2 separate regions of the Mus musculus genome follow, and region 2 is linked to region 1. Evidence: chromatin contacts called from public promoter capture Hi-C data. All regions are on one chromosome and are shown on one strand. The core of a region is the stretch at or near the end of the contact, and the rest is flanking DNA. Distances in the headings are between cores, read along the strand shown.

Region 1 (4,769 bases), core at 180-2,679:
TGAAACCTGGGGGTGGGGGAGATGCTGAGTCAAGACGTCCTGCGGTCTCCCCTCGCCTTTGGTTGCTACCCACTTCCTCTCACCTGACATGAAGAACTTGTGGGGATCTGTATCATCCATGGAGTAGGGGGAAGCCTGATGAGAGAAGTCAATGAAAGAAAAAGAATTAAGTTCAGGCACCCCGCAGACAGCTGGCAGCCATGCCCCACGGTGCCCCCAGGCAAAGCACGAGCGCCCACCCCCACCCCACCTGCCTGCCCCATCTCACATGTGCCAACTCCTGCTTCAGCGGTGGCTCCTCTGCCTCCCGCAGCTGGTCTTCTTCCACTTCTCTCTCTCCCTTGGCTCCGTCTGGCAGTTGATGGCTCTCTTGCTCCCCGTGCCTTCGTGTAAATTCACTCATAGCTTCAGCCCAAACCTGGTTGCAGTTCTTGGCAAAAATGAACTGTGCCCGTGGTATAAAACCTGACGGAGAAGATGTGTTAGTTCACGGCACGTTCTCTTCGAAGGGGACACCCATTCAGACCTCTATACAGACCTGTATACCCAGGGATTATGCTGGAGCTGAGCCTTTCATGCCCGCGCCTGGGAGGCAGCCTCCCCTTGGAGATCACAGGAGATCTTGGAGACTGGATGGGAGGCAGAAGTGTGCGGTGGGCAGGAGGCCAGGCTAGACCAGGAGGGCCTCGGAGTAGCTGACCAGTCACCTGCCCATAGGTCTGGCCCATGCTGAACCGAAGTAGCGGGCAGTGTCCGGTGTACCTGCAGCACAGGATCCATCCCATAGCTCTGAGTTGGACCCTACACCACCATCCTGACACAGGCAGGAAAGCCCCGCTTTGGTGTGCACTTGCAGCAAGTGCTTGTGTGTTTATTTTTACACGGGGTCTCACTCTCTAGCCTAGGCTGACCAAACACCTTTGATCCTTCTACATCCCCGCCCCATGCTTGGCTCACACGGGTCCAACCACTCCTGCCCCAGCTTGAGTCTGGAGGTCTTTATTTCTGTTCTTTGTCTCTTTTACCTACTGGGGACAGGACCTAGTGCCTTGTGTTCTAGGCAATCATTAAATCACTGAAGCGACTACATCCCCAGCCCTCTGCCTGGGTGTCCAGTCCTTCCTGCTTTTACCCTGTTTCCGTGGGGACCACAACACAAAGCTTTGTTAGACCTGGCTCTCACAGCCGCTAGATTCCCCTTTCCATACCATACCATTGACACACCCCAGTTCTCATCTTGACCCCAGTGTCTGTGAACTGGCTCCTAGATCCCAATCCCCATTCCCAGAAGCAAGCAGGGGAGTGCTCTGGGAGGAGTCTTACCCTGGAATATAATGCGGATTCTCGCCGCTGAGCCCTGGGATGGAAGTGTTGACCACAGCCATGGGAACTGGCGCAGTTCCTTTTATTTCCCTTCCAGGAGGGACTCTGGGCCCTGTGTACTGTGTCCAGGGCTATGGGGCAGGAGGGAGGGGGCGGGGCCGAGAGTTGGCGAATGAAGGCCCACCCCCCACTCCCTGGAGTGGGGATTGCTGGGGTAAAGCCAGCAGAGGTGGTGGAGAGGAGCTTCCTGGTCTTCCCGGAGTGGGTGCCGCTCTGTCACTTGGAAAAGGGCAGAGGCTGAGGGGAACAGCTGCGAAAGCCTCTGGGTGGAAGGCAAGAGGATGAGGCCAGCCTGGTCTACAGAGTGAGTTCCAGGACAGCCAGGGCTACACAGAGAAACCCTGTCTCGAGAAACAGAAAGAGAGAGAGAGAGAGAGAGAGAGAGAGAGAGAGAGAGAGAGAGAGAGAGAGAGAGAGAGAGAGAGAGAGAGAGAGAGAGAAAGAGAGAGAAAGAGAGGGAAAGAAAGAGGGAAAGGGAAAGAAAAAGAAACAGATAATTGCATTAATGCAAGGATTATTTACTGGATAGCTGCTATACTCCAAATCATCCACTCATTAATAACGTCTTGCTCGGCTCAACACCCTAAGGATGGCAGAACGTACTATGCGGAAGGAAGGTCCACAAGCCTCTGGCTAAGACTGAGCCGCTGGCCTCATGTGCAGCTGCGGATGATACTGTTTACCCTGACTGCCCTGGCGCCCAAATTAATGTACCAACGTCCTGGAGCTGGAAACAGAGGCCCCACACAGGCAGGGCAAGTCCTCTACCACCCAAGTGTATCCCCCAGGACATAAAGATATTAGCTCAGAAGAATGTGAAGCCAGAATTGTGGGGTGGGGGCAAGAACTGGGGCATGAGGCCCGGCAGGCTTTGACACCTATCTGAGGGCCTCATCCTCTTGGAGGAGGTAGGTACCTTAACTTTCTCTGGCCCCAACTTCTCCAAACTCCAGTGAGAAAGTTAAAATACCTGAGCTTACCAAGACTCTGAGGGTCAGCGGTCTCGAGAAGGTAGGTGAAAGGAGTGGTGACTAAGGCCTCACGAGGATGCCTCGGCTTCTGACACAGGGAATGTGGGTGAGTGGTAACCCTGTGAGGAGTCGGGGGTGTGCTCCCACTCAGAGGGTTCAGGGAAGGAGAGTCATGTAAGGATAAAGGATTAAGACCAGCAGGCAAGCCAACTTTACTTTTTTAAACAAAGCAAAGTTTTTAACAGTCTAGATTGTGAGCCTGGGCTTCTGGCACTCTTGTAGCTAGGAGGGGCCCTGTGGAATAGCCTTAGCTCCTCAGAAGGAGACACACAAGAGGAGAGGAGGTTGCTTTCTGGCTCGAAATGGCCCTCTATGTGATGATGGAACACTTGAGCAGACACCTTGAACCCTTGAGAACACTTCCCAGGGACAAACATCAGGGTGGACTAGATGGATGAGAGACTGAGCAGCTGAAGTGACCCACTTTTCTATTCCGTTATTGTTAAGGCCATTTTTACTTTGAGTCAAAGCGTTATTACTTAAAGTCTTTGAAGGCTAGACAGGCTCAAAAGCTAAATGTGGTAGCACACTCCTAACATTGGCACTTGGGAGGCTGAGGCAGGAGGACTGCCTGCCTGGCCTACATAGCCTGACCCTGTCTTAAAACCAACAGCTGGCTCAGCTTTGACCTTCACTTGATACTGAGCTTGCCCACAATCACTGCAGCTCAGTTCTCTCAACTGTAACACAGGAAAAGGAGGTTCCTGCCTCAGAGTAAAGCAGGCAGCACGGGACACACAGGTACCCAGTGTCTGCTTCGGGCTAAGTTGCTAACTTAACGGCGACCTGTAATATTTGATGGGAATGGGGAAGAGGCAAGGGCAGTCCCGGATGTGGGGGTAGGAAAAGTATGAGATAGAACATTGGAAAGCTTTCTAATTCAAAGCTGAGGATTAGGAAAGGGTCTTTTTCCTCCCTGGGTAGGGAGGGGTGTTGGCTGAGGACAGTCTGTGTAGCCCAGGCTCACTGTGTAGTTGTAAGACCTGCTGATCTCCAGCCCCTGCCTCCTGAGTTGTGGTTAGAGGCATAGACCACCAAGCCTGCCTATATAGAAGATTTTTCTGCAGAAGAGATGGCAGCAGTTAGAACCACATGCTTAGGCAAAGCGGCTCAGTGGTGGACCACTTACCTGGTCCACACAGGCCCTTGCATTGCAGCGTTTTTTTAAAAAGAGGAAATGGGTTAGGAGCTGGAGACACCGTTCAGTTGGCAGGTACTTGCCTGTCATGCTTTAGGCCCTGGTGTTGCATATGCTGTGTGCTGTACCACCCCCACCCCATAATCACAGACCTTGGGAGGCAGAGGCAAGAGGATAGGGAGATGGGGAGGGGTCAAAGCCATCCTTATGAGGTTAGCCTGTGCTACATAAAAAAACAAAACACTAGACTTTGTTAAGATTTGTGTTATTAGCCAGGCGTGGTGGTGCACGCCTTTAGTCCCAGCACTTGGGAGGCAGAGGCAGGTGAATTTCTGAGTTTGAGGCCAGCCTGGTCTACAGAGTGAGTTCCAGGACAGCCAGGGCTACACAGAGAAACCCTGTCTCAAAAAAACAAAAAACAAAAACAAAAAAAAAAACAATCAAACAAAAAGATTTGTGTTATTTATGTAAGAAAGTGTGTTCTAGTTGGTGGGATAGCCTTGTTATTCTAACCGGGGGAAAATAATAAAATGGCTTTCCAAAAAGGAACTTTCATTGCCTCTGTGCCTCCCTCCACTAGGGGTCGCCACAGTAACACAAGTAACAAGGGAGCTGCCATTCGCTTTATCAGTGTTCTACAAAACAAAGGTCCAGTGAGGAAAGCAGCAGCAGCAGCTTGCCTGTGCACACAGCCTCCTGGGCCAGAACTGCAGCCACAGCTTTCTGTCCTGCCTTGATCCTCTCTAAGTTTCAGGTGGCTCCCAGGTCCGGGACATGGTGGCTCACAGCTGTAATCCCAACACTCTGAAGAGTGAGAAAGGATTCCCAAGAGTTCAGAGCCAGCCTGGACTACAGAATGAAACCATTAATGCCACCCCAAAATAAATAAATAAATAAATAAATAAATAAATAAATAAATAAATAAATAAATAAATAAAATGAAACCATTAATGCCACCCCAAAATAAATAAATAAATAGAAAATATAAGACATTTGAAAAATTCTACCAAAATTGCAACAAGAAATAAAAAGATTAAAATCCCCAAATCACATACAACACAATATTTATTAGTTAAAAAAAAAATAGGGGATAGAGAGGTGGCTGCTCTCCCAAAGGACTGGGGTTCAATTCCCAACACCCACATGGCAGCTCACAACTGTGTGTAACTCCAGTTCCAGGGGATCCAAAACCATCACACAAACATACGTGCAGGTAA
Region 2 (4,393 bases), core at 1,262-3,761, 180 kb after region 1:
CCCCCCTTTATAAGCACAGACACTTAGTAAACATTGGGTCTTGATCAGAAATCTGTCTTGGTCTCCTTTCTTCTCTCGCTGTTTCCTCCCTTACAGCTCCAGCCTCCCGCTCAGGAACCCAGTTCGTGTGGCCGCAGGCAGCTACAGATCAACCTGTCTGTTTTTGTGCCAATACCATACAGTTCTTCTTATATTGTTCTGTAGTACAGCTTGAAATCAGGGATGGTGATACCTCTAGGAGTTCTTTTATTATACAGGATTGTTTTAGATAACTTGGGGTTTTTGTTTTGCCATATGAAGATGGGAATTGCTCTTTCAAGTTATATAAAAAATTGTTTTGGAATTTTAATGGAAATTGGATTTAATCTGTAGATGGCTTTTGGTAAGATGGCCATTTTTACTATGTTAATCCTACCGATCCATGAGCACAGGAGATTTTTCCATCTTCTGATATCTTCCTTAATTTCTTTGGCAGCCTACAGAAAGGGGAAAGATATTCACCAACCCTAGTCCAACAGAGGACTAATATCTAAAATATATAAAGAACTCAAGAAATTAGACACCAACAAACCAAATAACCCAATTAAAAATGAGTTACATATCTAAACAGAATTCTCAACCGAGGAATCTCTAATGGCTGAGAAGCACTTAAAGAAATGTTCAATGTCCTTAGTCATCAGGAAAATGCAAATAAAACAACTCAGTGATTCCATCTTACACATGTCAGAATGGCTAAGATCAAAAATGTAAGTGACAGCACATGCTAGCAAGGATGTGGAGCAAGGGGAACACTCCTCCATTGCTGCTAGGAGTGTAAACTTGTACAACCACTTTGGAAATCAATTTGGTTGGTTTCTCAAAAAATTGGGAATAGTTCTACTTCAAGACCCAGCATACCACTCCTGGGCATACACCCAAAAAATGTTCTACCACACAATAAGGGACACTTGCTCGACTATGATAATAGCAGCTTTACTCAGAATAGCCAGAAATTGTAAACAACCCAGATGTCCTTCACCTGAAGAATGGATACAGAAAACGTGGTTCATTTACACAATGGCATACTATTCATTTGTTAAAAACAAGCACATCATGAATGGAACTAGAAAATATCATCCTGAGTGAAGTAACCCAGACTCAAAAAGACATGCGTGGTATGTACTCACTTATAAGTGGATATTAACCATAAAATATAGAATAACCATGCTACAATCCACACACCCAAAGGAGCTTAAAGGTCCTAAGGAAGGATGCTTTAATCTCCCTCAGAAGAGGATATAAAATAGACATTAGAGGTGGATAGAGGGAGGGAATGATGTGGGAGAGCAGGCTGTGTGGTGGTGGTGTAAACCTTTAATTCCAGCACTCAGAAGGCAGAGAGAGGTACAGGCAGGCTGATCTCAGTTCGAGGCCAGCCTGGTCTATAGAGTGAGTCCCAAGACAGCCAGGGCTACATAGAGAAACCCTGTTTGTACACCCTCTTCAAAAGAAAGAGAATATTTTCACAGCTTGTACTCACTTTTTTTTTTTTTTTTTTTTTTTTTGAGACAGAGCCCCCACGTGGTCTAGACTGGCCCCAGAATTCACTACCCGCCTGCTCCAGCCTCCTATGTTTTGGGATTGCAGGTGTGAGCCACCTTGCCCAGCTTTTAATTTTTTAAAAAAATATTTTTAATGACATCTTTTGAAGAGCCAAAGTTTTAAAATGCTGAAGTCTAATTTATTGCTTCCTTTGACGAGTTATTAAAATTGTTTATTTTTTTCTGACCCAAACAAAGTATGACACATCTGTAGCCCTTTTAGCCCAAGAACTTTAAAAACACACTCTGCTGACTTTTCTATGTCTGATTTATGTTTATTTGGTTGCTGTGTGGGGTGGGAGGGAATCTCTTCATCGATGCTGCTGTCAGCCTCTCCTCACACCCTCCGGGCAGCCTTTTCTCAGTGGAGTCTCACCATAAAGTCTAACCTTGTGTTGTATGGCTTTTTCTGGGGCCATGGGAACAAACATTGTTCAGCCCAGAGAAGACACCAAAAACAGAACAAAGGAAGGATTCCAGATAAGGGCAGCTAGACAAACGAGTGAGTTTCCTGGGGTTTCTTGGAGTCTAGGTGAGGGGTTAGTTACAGGAGTGCAGGTGAGTCAGAGTCCCACATCATCAAAATGTCTCGTCGTCTACCGTGATGACTCACGAAAGCTGCATCCTTTTGGCTCCTAGCACAACTTGCCAGCAACTCATCCACACTGTTGAGAGTCTCCTCTCTGCAGCAATTGTCACCATAAGCTCAGGGAGGGGCCTCTGGAAGCTTAAGGTTAAGCACTTGGTAAGCCTTGAAAGTCCCAGGACTTCTGAGTCCCAGAAGGCTGCCTGCCCCTTTCCTCCAGGAGGAAGTTGCTACACCACCTCATTGCAATTCAGCAATCTCAAAATACCTTATCTGTGTAGCAACAGCGGCAGTCTGTTCACACCCAGTGAAGCAAGTCATGGCGGGAGGTATGTGTAAGGTGACAGATGATACTGTGACTGTGAGTGAACTCACCAGGGAAGTAAGCCTGGGCACAAGGATGCAGAAAGCCAAGCACAGAGGCTTTGTGGGAGAAGCCCACACACATCGGAGGAGGAGGAAGCATTCTGTAGTGACAGAGAAGTTGGGCTTGGGGTGTGGAGGTGACCAGGGGTATGAGCTACTGGAAAAGCCATGATAAGAGTCTCAGGGAGGAAGTGACTATCAGCAAGGCCAAGGTGTCACCTACATACTGTCACCTGTAAGCTAACAACTCATAGAAGTCTTCACCTAGATCAGGGGTTCTCAACAGGTGGGTGGGTTGCGATCCCTTTCACAGGAGCCATCTAAGACCACCTGAAAATAGAGATATTAACATTATGGTTTATAGATATTAACATTATAGCTTATAGCAGTAACAAAGTTACTGTTATGAGGTAGCAACAAAAATAATTCTATGGTTGGGGGTCACTGAAACATGAGAAACTGTATTAAAGGGTCACAGCATTAGGAAGGTTGAGAACCACTGGACTAGATCATTTGTAAAAAATTTACATTAGGCAAACCAATCCTAGTCAAGTATTTACTCATTCATCTATTTTATTTTACATTTTTAAACAAGGTCTAACTCTGTAGCTTGGGCTGGCTTTGAACTTGTGGATAACCCTCCAGCCTTGGCCTTCCATGTGTTGAAATTACAAGCGTGAGCTGCCTGCCACACCTGCTCCTTCCAAACATTTTTTTTTTAATCTTGAGCTAGAATTTCATTGCCTAAGCTATCCCTATCCTCAACAAGAATCTACTGATTTAGTCTCAGCAGCGGTGGGATTCCATCGAAAGCCATGCAGTTGTACAGTAAAGCACTGTGTCTGTAAATAAGTATATGGATCTGGCCTTAAAAGAATCATCAGGGTTTTGCTGTTGTTTTATGTATATCTGAGGAAACTCACAGGGGTCAAGAATTAGATCTCTGTGAGTTCGAATCCAGCCTGTCTACACAGATGGAGTTACAAAGCAGTTGTGAACTGCTCCACATGGGTGCTGGGATCTGAACTCCAGGCCTCTGGAAGAGCATGGAGCACTTTTGATCACTACAACTCTCCATCCCCCGTATCAGTTTTTCTTTACTGGCAGATTTTAGTTCACTTTCTGCTGCTATAACGGAATGCCCGAGACTATGATGTTTATAAAGAGCAAGTTGCTACAGTTTCAGAAGCTAGGAAATCGGAGGTCAAAGGGTCAAGGGTCTAGCAAGAGCCTTGCTGCATCATCTCATGACAGAATAGCAGAAAGAAAAAGAAAGGCAGGGAAATAATAGGGAAGGAGGGAGAGAGGGAGGAGTAAAGGGATGGGGGGAGAGAGGGAGAGAGAGAGAGAGAGAGAGAGAGAGAGAGAGAGAGAGAGAGAGAGAGAGAGAGAGAGAGAGAGAATGAGCAGAGAACAGAGATAAGGCACCAAGCTTATGATTTTATCAGAATCCACCCAGCAGAAATAGTCTTGGATCCCGGGATCTCATTCATTATGGAGAGAACTTTTAGTCTTATTAACTTTTATTAAAGGTCCCCTTCCCCTTCCTCTTCCCCCCTTTCTTCAGACAGGGACTCACTATATAACCTTGGCTAACTTGGAACTTACTATGTAGACTACATTGCCTTTAAACTCAGAAGTCTGCCTCCTGAGTACCAAGCTCTGTGAGTACTGGGGATGGAACTACGCAAGTTTAAGCTCAAACTTTCCTTTCCCCCCTCTCCTTCCTTCCTTCCCTCTTCCCTCTCTCCCTTCCTTCCTCCTTTCTTTTTTCTTTTCTTTCTTATATTCTTGAGACAAGGTCTCACTATATAGCCACTAAGTAGCTATCAGAGGATGATGAATTTCTGGATTTCCTTGG

What was found. Promoter capture Hi-C pulls out the DNA fragments that hold promoters and counts their contacts.
Region 2: a contact with region 1 is called in a promoter capture Hi-C map of hematopoietic stem and progenitor cells. The contact joins the enhancer-like site here to the promoter of Fam166b in region 1. A contact is called at or near these places in 13 of 39 promoter capture datasets (the 3T3-L1 cell line, the C10 cell line, the HPC-7 cell line and 8 more), 1 of 15 datasets of contacts at CTCF or cohesin (large pre-B cells), 1 of 115 datasets of contacts at active chromatin or transcription factors (regulatory T cells) and 3 of 9 other capture datasets (adipose tissue, liver and pancreatic islet).

The regions. Positions count from the first base shown.
Region 1 is chr4:43,427,705-43,432,473 of GRCm38.p6, forward strand. Fam166b (family with sequence similarity 166, member B) reads right to left here and starts at 1,430. Exons shown (of 6, transcript NM_001369077.1): 1 at 1,324-1,430; 2 at 539-762; 3 at 269-465; 4 at 84-135; 5 at 1-6. The coding sequence starts at 1,385.
Region 2 is chr4:43,602,765-43,607,157 of GRCm38.p6, forward strand. Gm42279 (a long non-coding RNA gene) reads right to left here. Exons shown (of 3, transcript XR_881221.1): 2 at 2,797-2,862; 3 at 446-476. Among named protein-coding and RNA genes, the nearest start is that of Gm42279, 17 kb to the right of the region's middle. Within about 2 kb of position 2,512, at least 57 of the 459 cell types and tissues checked have an H3K27ac peak or open chromatin away from gene starts, as enhancers often do. A contact at or near this core is called in the HPC-7 cell line, hematopoietic stem and progenitor cells and trophoblast stem cells, where this site is marked.